Regions from separate parts of the Sus scrofa genome. Here region 1 is linked to region 2. Evidence: chromatin contacts called from public promoter capture Hi-C data. All regions are on one chromosome and are shown on one strand. The core of a region is the stretch at or near the end of the contact, and the rest is flanking DNA. Distances in the headings are between cores, read along the strand shown. Region 1 overlaps LOC106505729 (a long non-coding RNA gene). Region 2 holds the start of LEKR1 (leucine-, glutamate- and lysine-rich protein 1).

What was found. Promoter capture Hi-C pulls out the DNA fragments that hold promoters and counts their contacts.
Region 1: a promoter capture Hi-C map of fetal liver shows a contact between it and region 2, with 3 times the contacts expected there. The contact joins the enhancer-like site here to the promoter of LEKR1 in region 2. A contact is called at or near these places in 2 of 5 promoter capture datasets (fetal liver and liver), 23 of 47 Hi-C or Micro-C datasets (alveolar macrophages, brain, embryonic fibroblasts and 13 more) and 2 of 2 datasets of contacts at active chromatin or transcription factors (alveolar macrophages and skeletal muscle).

What each region holds. Positions count from the first base shown.
Region 1 is chr13:96,920,520-96,924,408 of Sscrofa11.1, reverse strand. It overlaps LOC106505729 (a long non-coding RNA gene), which reads right to left. Exons shown (of 3, transcript XR_002337734.1): 3 at 3,056-3,889. Among named protein-coding and RNA genes, the nearest start is that of CCNL1, 82 kb to the left of the region's middle. Within about 2 kb of position 2,323, at least 52 of the 83 cell types and tissues checked have an H3K27ac peak or open chromatin away from gene starts, as enhancers often do. A contact at or near this core is called in alveolar macrophages, fetal liver, fetal skeletal muscle and 5 more, where this site is marked.
Region 2 is chr13:96,639,697-96,643,938 of Sscrofa11.1, reverse strand. LEKR1 (leucine-, glutamate- and lysine-rich protein 1) reads right to left here and starts at 2,877. Exons shown (of 14, transcript XM_021069706.1): 1 at 22-2,877.

The DNA of each region.
Region 1 (3,889 bases), core at 1,074-3,573, 280 kb before region 2:
TTGCACCCAGAGCAATCTTTGTACAATGCACATTTGAACACATCACAGCATCTTCCCTTGTGCAATCCCCAGGAGACCTGCCTATTCTAGAAAAGACAAATTATTCCTTTTTTCGGTCCTGCAAACTGTTGAGAACCGACACAATAATGTGCTGCTGAACTTGTCTTCACTGTAGGGGCCTCTTACGCCTCCTGTACATCCCTATAACCATTCATTTATTCATCAGATACCTACTAGGTACTGCACCCTGTGCCAGGCCCTGGAGACACAGAAGAAACTGGGCCAAGGTTCCTGCATGGAGGAGTGAACAGCACAGAGAAGTGACAGTTCCTCCATCAATTGCCATGTGATGACGTTCACACCACTAAAAAGACAACAGCGCTGTGCTGTGGGAACAAAGGGAGTGGAGGCAGAGGCTTTGGGGTTTGTTGTGGGTTCTTGTCACAGCAAGGTTAGCCCAACAACTGCTTTGTTCTAATGACTCAGAAAAATAAATGAGGCTGGCACAGGCCACCCTGACACCACACACCTCTAGAATACCCTGGCTGCGCTGCATATTTTCATCCCTGGCGAAGTCACAGTGTTCTGACTATCCCAGCCTGTGTGGATGCTGCTAAGAGGAGGCAGACATCACCATGAGCTCCCTTAGATGACGCACTGCTTGATGTTCCCACTGTGGCAGTGGCTCCCTGTACATGACTGTCTCGAGCCCAGTCTTGCCAGGCATCCTGCCCCGCTCACTGTCTGTACTCTGGTCACACTCATGTCTTTCACAATCTTGAAGACACAAGTGCCATCTCTCTACAGAGATGCACAGGACCCTCCTGCTCTAGTTAATCCTATTTCTTCAGATTTCATTTGACTCATCAATTCCTTGGAGATTTCCCGGACATCCCATATTAAGTCAAACCCCTTGTTATGTACTCAGGGCATCACACATTGCAATGTCATGTTAATTTGCATGGGTATTTGATCAAGGTCATCTCCTTTTCTATTGTGTAAGTTGCATGAGGGCAGGAGCCATGTCTGTTTTGCTGACATTTTATTCTTGGTTCCTAGTATGACCTGGCAAAGAGTGGGCATTCAATCAATATTTGCTGAGAAAAACGAATGAATTATGGGTGCTATTAAGGGTAAATGGAAGAAAAACAGAAATGCAGGAAGAATAAGGATTGTATGGAACCCAGAGCTAGGACACAGGAAGATAATTTGAATGTACACAATCCTAAAACAGGCTGCAGGAGTTTCTTTAGACTAATTACAAAATGTGCAGAGTGCACAATATTTATAGTTATAATGTAATTTCCCTTCCTCCAGGCCACAACAGCCTTAGGGAAAACCAAGGATTTCAGGTCAATTCCCAAGATTTTTGGCTCTGTCTTCTCACCTCTTCCACCCCATCCAGTACACACGCTCTGCCTCCTCGGGGACTCGCGCCAGCTCTCCTCTGCCAGAGGGTGGGAAGGGCTGTGGTGGGATCAGAGACCTTGAGGGGGGTGCCTCTTAGGGGATCCACAAGTCTGGCCAGCCCAGCGCAGTCCTACAGCCCATATCACAGGCACTCTCTGCTGCTCCACCCTTCTCCGCTGGGGGCGCAATGGCCGCCTCTGTCGCTGTGAGGACCCCGCTAGTGCTACTGCGCCTCCTCCCCCAGCCAAGACCAGGAGGTGATTTGTCCTCCGTCTCACCTCCCCCGCCGCCCCACTCCCCAACTCGTTAGCCTGAAGTGGAGCGACAGTCCATTCGCCTTTCCTCTCTTATAGGTGATTCCCATCCTTCCTTGATTGTCATCGTTCTCAGCAGTTTTGTAGCAGACAAGTCATTTCCTCTTTGTTCATGAATCTTAAATCATGTTCTAGGGGTCTAGGGCCGGCCAGTTAGTTTCATTTCTCAAACTGGGTTTCCTCCACGGGGGGCCTGACGGGACCGGAGGTGGCAGCCATTCATACCATAAACGTTTATTGCATCAGAGAGAGAGGAGAGAGGGAGAGGGGGAAAGGGGGGGCAGAGAGAGAGATGAGCAATGCGGCCCTCAACCCGGGAACTCCTCCTCTTTTGGGACTCTTTACAGGCACCTTCATCCCTCGATGAGATATTCAGCTGTCAGGCCACAGGCTGAGAATTCATCATCTCTACACTAATTTTTGCTAGGAGCTAGGAGTTCAGCATAATGTTGATCTGTTTTTCTTCCAGCTTTTCCTACACAGATGACAATATTATTACCCTCAGCTTTTACAATGCAAGTCTATATACAGATCACAGGGTCCAAGAGGGCTCCTGAGTCATTTGAGATAATTACCCTTTTTTTTCTTTCTAGGTCTCCCATATCTGTGAATCAGCGATGAGGAAAATAGGGCCTCAGCAAAAGTAAGGGAGGCTTGAAGTGAGCAAAGCAGAGCAGAGTGTTGGCAGGAGCCGAGGGCTGCCACAGTGGGAACATCAAGCAGTGCGTCATCTAAGGGAGCTCATGGTGATGTCTGCCTCCTCTTAGCAGCATCCACACAGGCTGGGATAGTCAGAACACTGTGACTTCGCCAGGGATGAAAATATGCAGCGCAGCCAGGGTATTCTAGAGGTGTGTGGTGTCAGGGTGGCCTGTGCCAGCCTCATTTATTTTTCTGAGTCATTAGAACAAAGCAGTTGTTGGGCTAACCTTGCTGTGACAAGAACCCACAACAAACCCCAAAGCCTCTGCCTCCACTCCCTTTGTTCCCACAGCACAGCGCTGTTGTCTTTTTAGTGGTGTGAACGTCATCACATGGCAATTGATGGAGGAACTGTCACTTCTCTGTGCTGTTCACTCCTCCATGCAGGAACCTTGGCCCAGTTTCTTCTGTGTCTCCAGGGCCTGGCACAGGGTGCAGTACCTAGTAGGTATCTGATGAATAAATGAATGGTTATAGGGATGTACAGGAGGCGTAAGAGGCCCCTACAGTGAAGACAAGTTCAGCAGCACATTATTGTGTCGGTTCTCAACAGTTTGCAGGACCGAAAAAAGGAATAATTTGTCTTTTCTAGAATAGGCAGGTCTCCTGGGGATTGCACAAGGGAAGATGCTGGCCACCTGGGGACAAGGTGGGCAGAGGTAGATGAAAATGGAGGAAGTGACACAGGAAATGATGGTGCTTATCATAAGGAGATTTCAGCGCATACCAGGCAGAGCCCTGGTTCTCCAGAAAACTGACCAAGAGGGCCTGGGAACAGGGCTTGGGGAGGACAGCTCTCAGGGGTGCCAGATCTCAGCCCTTCATAAAGATGCCCAGGGGAACTACGACGCTTTCCCACAGCTGTCCACTAGGGGGAAGGCAGAGGCAGGAGAAAAGATGAGGTGGTCACCAGCCCCTCCTGAGCTGGGCACATCAGGCCTCAGTGCACCCAGGCTACCATCTGACACACTGGGCTGTTTGTATTACTCAGACGACAAGCCCAGGCCTCTCTTCCTGCCTGTCGGTGGCCTCTGTGATTTTATATGGTGTAGCCTGTGACATGAGATACCATGAGACCATGGTAACCAAGTACACAGCTTGGTGTGAGTGTTAATAAACAGAAAAAAGTAATCCCTGTTTGTCTTATTTTACTCACCATTTGTGGTTTTTCTATCCAGGCCTCATGTATCCTTTATTATCCTAAATAATCAAGATGTACCCGAATTCCATTACTTTTTAAAATGAAAAGGTACATGGGGGAAATATACCCATTTTATCCAGCCTTGAAAATAGCAATTATTTCCTTGTGTGGGAATTACCGTTTCCTCTTGCTATTCTGCCCAACACTCAACACATCATCTCAAGGGAAAATGATTTTCTTGATAATTCCCATATGCCTTAAAAAGTCATTTCCTTCTAAGAAACTCCTGATGATGGGAATTCTTAATTGGTTTAAATTTTTC
Region 2 (4,242 bases), core at 1,628-4,127:
CCCTGCCGCCTCTGAGCTCACCCGGGCTTCCGCCTCGCGTGCCGACCCGGCTGCTTAATCCCGAGAGGAATCCTTGATTCCGCCCAGCCCCAGCCGCCGAGTTGAGCCTCAAAGGCTGACGCCCTCATTTTAACGCCGAAAAGTGCCCAGCTCCCCTGCTGTAACAGCAAAGAGCTCGGGCGGCGGGGCAAAGAATCGGTCTTGCCTCGCGGACCATTCTCGGCTTCTCGCGCGGTCCCGGCGCTTGACCGCAGCCTGCTCTGCTCGGGCGTTCGGTCGGAAGCCACTGCGGTGTTACGCGGAGGGAGGCGCGGGGAAGGGGCGCGCGCAGGGGGGGATGTCCCGCCTGCCGGGAATCCGGCGCGCGCGGGCGCAAGGAGGCGAGCGGCGTTGCTGGGCGACTGACCCCAGCGACCCTGCGTCCTCCCGACTCTGGAGGAGGGCTGGGGGTGGTGGCAGCTGTGCGTCAGGGGGCGATGAGGGGCAGAGCATGCCGAGGCCGGAAGGGACGAAGGCCACCGCTTGGGAGGTCAGGTTATTAGCTGACGTCCGGAGGCCGGTTTCTCGCAGCCTGAAGACGGCGGGGTGGTGACAAGCAGCTGAGCTTTCTGCACCGCTGGCCTCAGAGGGGCGGCCGCGCGCGTCCGCACGAAGGCTTCGGGGTGGGCGCGCCGGCTGCCCCGGCGCCTCTCACGCTACGCCGCGTGCAGCCGAGGCAGCGCGTGTCGTGACGAGCGGCGATGAGATCAGTCAGTTACCACAGAGGCGGGGCTGGGAAGTGTAGCCTGTCACGCAGCCGGCTTGGTCGCGCCAGCTCCAGCAGAGGGGGCTGGGGGTGAATCAGCCCCTTTCAAGGGGGCGGGGAGCCAAAGGAGAAAATCATAGAAAGTGCAGCTTGCACAGTTAGGGGGCTGGATTCAATGAGCAGACCGGTTTGCGAGGCGCGCACTGAAAATGACCTCTGTGGATCAGTGTCTAATTCTGTGCCCAGTAGGAAACTGTCTAAAAACCACTGTTACATGGAACTCAAAGATCGTTAAAATGTGCCCTTAATTTGTTTATATTACTTCGTTTAACAGGCAGTGCACAGGGCTTGCATATGCGTGCATGAAATTTAATTTATACAGTCAAGTCTGGAGGCATGGTTTGGCAAGAACAATCACTGTGAATACAGATGAGAGCCGGTACAAAGAGTATGATTACTTAAAAGGACAAATGAACTGAGGGAAAAAAAATTCAGACCATGACACAAGGAAGCTATTACATTCATCTTTTCATGGTCTTGAACATCTTGTACCAACTCAGCTGTAATACACAGCGGAAACTTCTAATTAGACACAGAAAACACAGCTATTTAGCCGCACCAGGCAAATATTAAAAAAAAAAAAGGCCTTAGAGACATGTGATTAACATCCATAACTTAAGAATGAGAAGTATATCTTTAAATTTTTTTGTATTTCAGTCATTTCCTTAGTATGCATGTGACACACTAGTAGGTATGCCACTATGAAACAGGATTAATTACCATGTGCAGAAAAATCTCTGCTCTAAATTTTAAATATTATGAGAATTTTTAACAGATTGTAATATTCATATGATGCAGTAAGGAAATAGGGACTTGAGCCTAAGTGGCTAGCAAACTGCATCAAATGAATTTTTGAATGAAGGAAGGAATGAGTGAGTGAATGAATGAATGTGTAGGCAATACTCTAATGGTTAGAGCTGGGAAGGAAATTTTCATGAGTAAATAATGCAGCCCTGCCACTGACTCACATGTGATCCAGCTATAATGGAAATATGTTACAGCATACCTACTTCACCAGAGGTGTGGAGGACTATTCCTTACTCACCAAAGGTGTTCTGAGATCTTTGGAGGAAGATGATACATTCAAATATTATAAATAATACACTGTTATGACAACCCATGTATAAAATTTAAAAAGCATAAAATAATGTTTAAATACAACTATGCCACAATTTTTTTTTTGTTTGTCTATCAAGTACTGTATCAAGTACAGTTTGGAAAGCTGCATCCTTACATAAAAACATTTGGCTTAGAGGCGTTTTATTGCCAGTTGACAAATAGCTCATGATGTGCAATGGAAGTTTTAAATAATTGGTATTTGAGTAGTATTTATAGTGATGGTATTTTGTAAGAAAGCTGAGACCTATTGCCTATGAAGTGCTTAAAAGAAAAGTAGTTTTTGATGACTAATTTGATCTATGGAATCTTGAAAGCAAGAGAACATCTTGGTGTATTTCCAGATGCTCAATGACTGACAGTCTAGGATTAGAGTTTCATTTAATGTATGTCAGGCATTGTTCTAGGTGTTGGGGATAGAGCAGTGATCAGACAAAACTGATTACTTAATGTTTAATTTTCTTGCCTCTATTTAAGTGCAGACCACCTCAGGAATAGTGATATAGTACATACATCTCCGTGTAAATGTAAAAACTGCTCCTTGTCTCAGCTTTTAGAAGTGATCCCCTGAGAGGGAAAAGAAGTCACCACAGAGTGGTAAGTGATTTTGACTTGATTCAGAAGGCTTCTTTTATTTAGAAAGTCATAAGACAAAACTACCCATTACTCCCTGTTTCCCATTATTCTCCTTATTAAAGTTGCCCTCATGTTTCTTAATGTCTTCTGCCATCATTGGAAGGCTCTCATACCCTTTCTGCCCAGACGCTGTACACTTGTGCAGTTTGTTGGCCACATAATAGTGCCTGGCAGAGGAGGTGGGTAAGCATTGAACTCTTGGACTCCAGCCCCAGTTTCACATGCTAAGATATATGCCATCCATCCACCTGAGGAAGAGGTGTTTTTTTGTTTGTTTGTTTCCTTTTTACAGCTGCACCTGCAGCATATGGAAGTTCCTGGGCTAGGGGTCGAATCCTATACCACTGCCATGGCAACACTGGATCCAAGTCACATCTGCAATCTACGCCACAGCTTTCGGTAACACCAGATTCTTAACCCACTGAGTGAGGCCAGGGTTCAAATCCACATCCTCACGGACACTGTGTCAGGTTCTTAACCCACTGGGCCACAATGACAACTCCAAGGTGTCTTTTTTTTATAATTTGAACAAAGCACTATTCAGGGTAGGGGCTCACTGTTCTTCAGAGTTGTCAGGCACCTAGGTCCTATCTGCCCCTTGATGTGTGTTTTCATGTTGAATTTAATAGCACTGCTCTGTTATGAGTTGCAAGACAGGGAGCGTTGGGGGATGGGGAGAAGCCAAGGCTGAAGGAGAAATGAACCAACCTCTGTCTGCTTCCAAGATGTCCAATTACTATCTAGATCAACGAAGACTAGCTGGGGCATGAGGCCATATGAAATATTCTGCAGCAAAACAGAAGCAATGCTGGAGCAGCAACCTGCCTTTTCCATTTTAGCGAACTGGAAGAACTGTCAGCTCACAACAGGTTGACTCACTATTGCATTGTGACTGGAGAACATGATACCATCAGACAAAATGGTTGAACCTTTTGGCTGAGCTCATTTGTAGGAGTTGATATCAGATGGTTTGATACACAATATATGACCCGCTGAACACGCTGAACAGGCGATATCCTTGGTATTAAAGCAGTTTTCCTTTACCCTGTTGCTAACTTCTCTGTGGCCTATTGATGTTATGTCATGTTGCAAACAATCAGTGATAGAGACTGCAGTCTAGATGTAGTGACCTGATTAGTCCAAACTCCTGCAGGAAGACGTGCAAATAGATAAGCCTCAACAGGACCTGAAGAACCATGTGGTTTTGAAATCCTGGGTGGATGGGCCCCACCCTGTATACACCTTAAATCTGCTGGTGCTTTGAACGTATAATTATTGCTCAACAACTCCTGGGACGAGTTAATTAGATCTTTGTATGATTTGATTATAATTAACTTACTAAAATGTGCACATGTGTGCATAATATAGATGTATTTTTAAGATGTGGAATTAATATCACATAAGGGCAAAAAAATAACCCAGCAGCATTAATATCTTTTAAAATATAGTCTCTTCCTTATAACTGTTAAGCAAATATTTTGTAGTTTAACATATAAGCCTAAAGCAAATGCAGCATATGAAGGAATGATTACTCAGTTTATCATTTCACTCATCAGATAAAGATTCCTGTGGTATTTCTTAAATTAATTAGTGATTATTATTTACAAAGTCCTTTAGAGAGTATTGCCTTCAATTTTATGTAGTTTCAAAGTGGGGGAACAAAGAGATTAAGGAAAATATTCCAT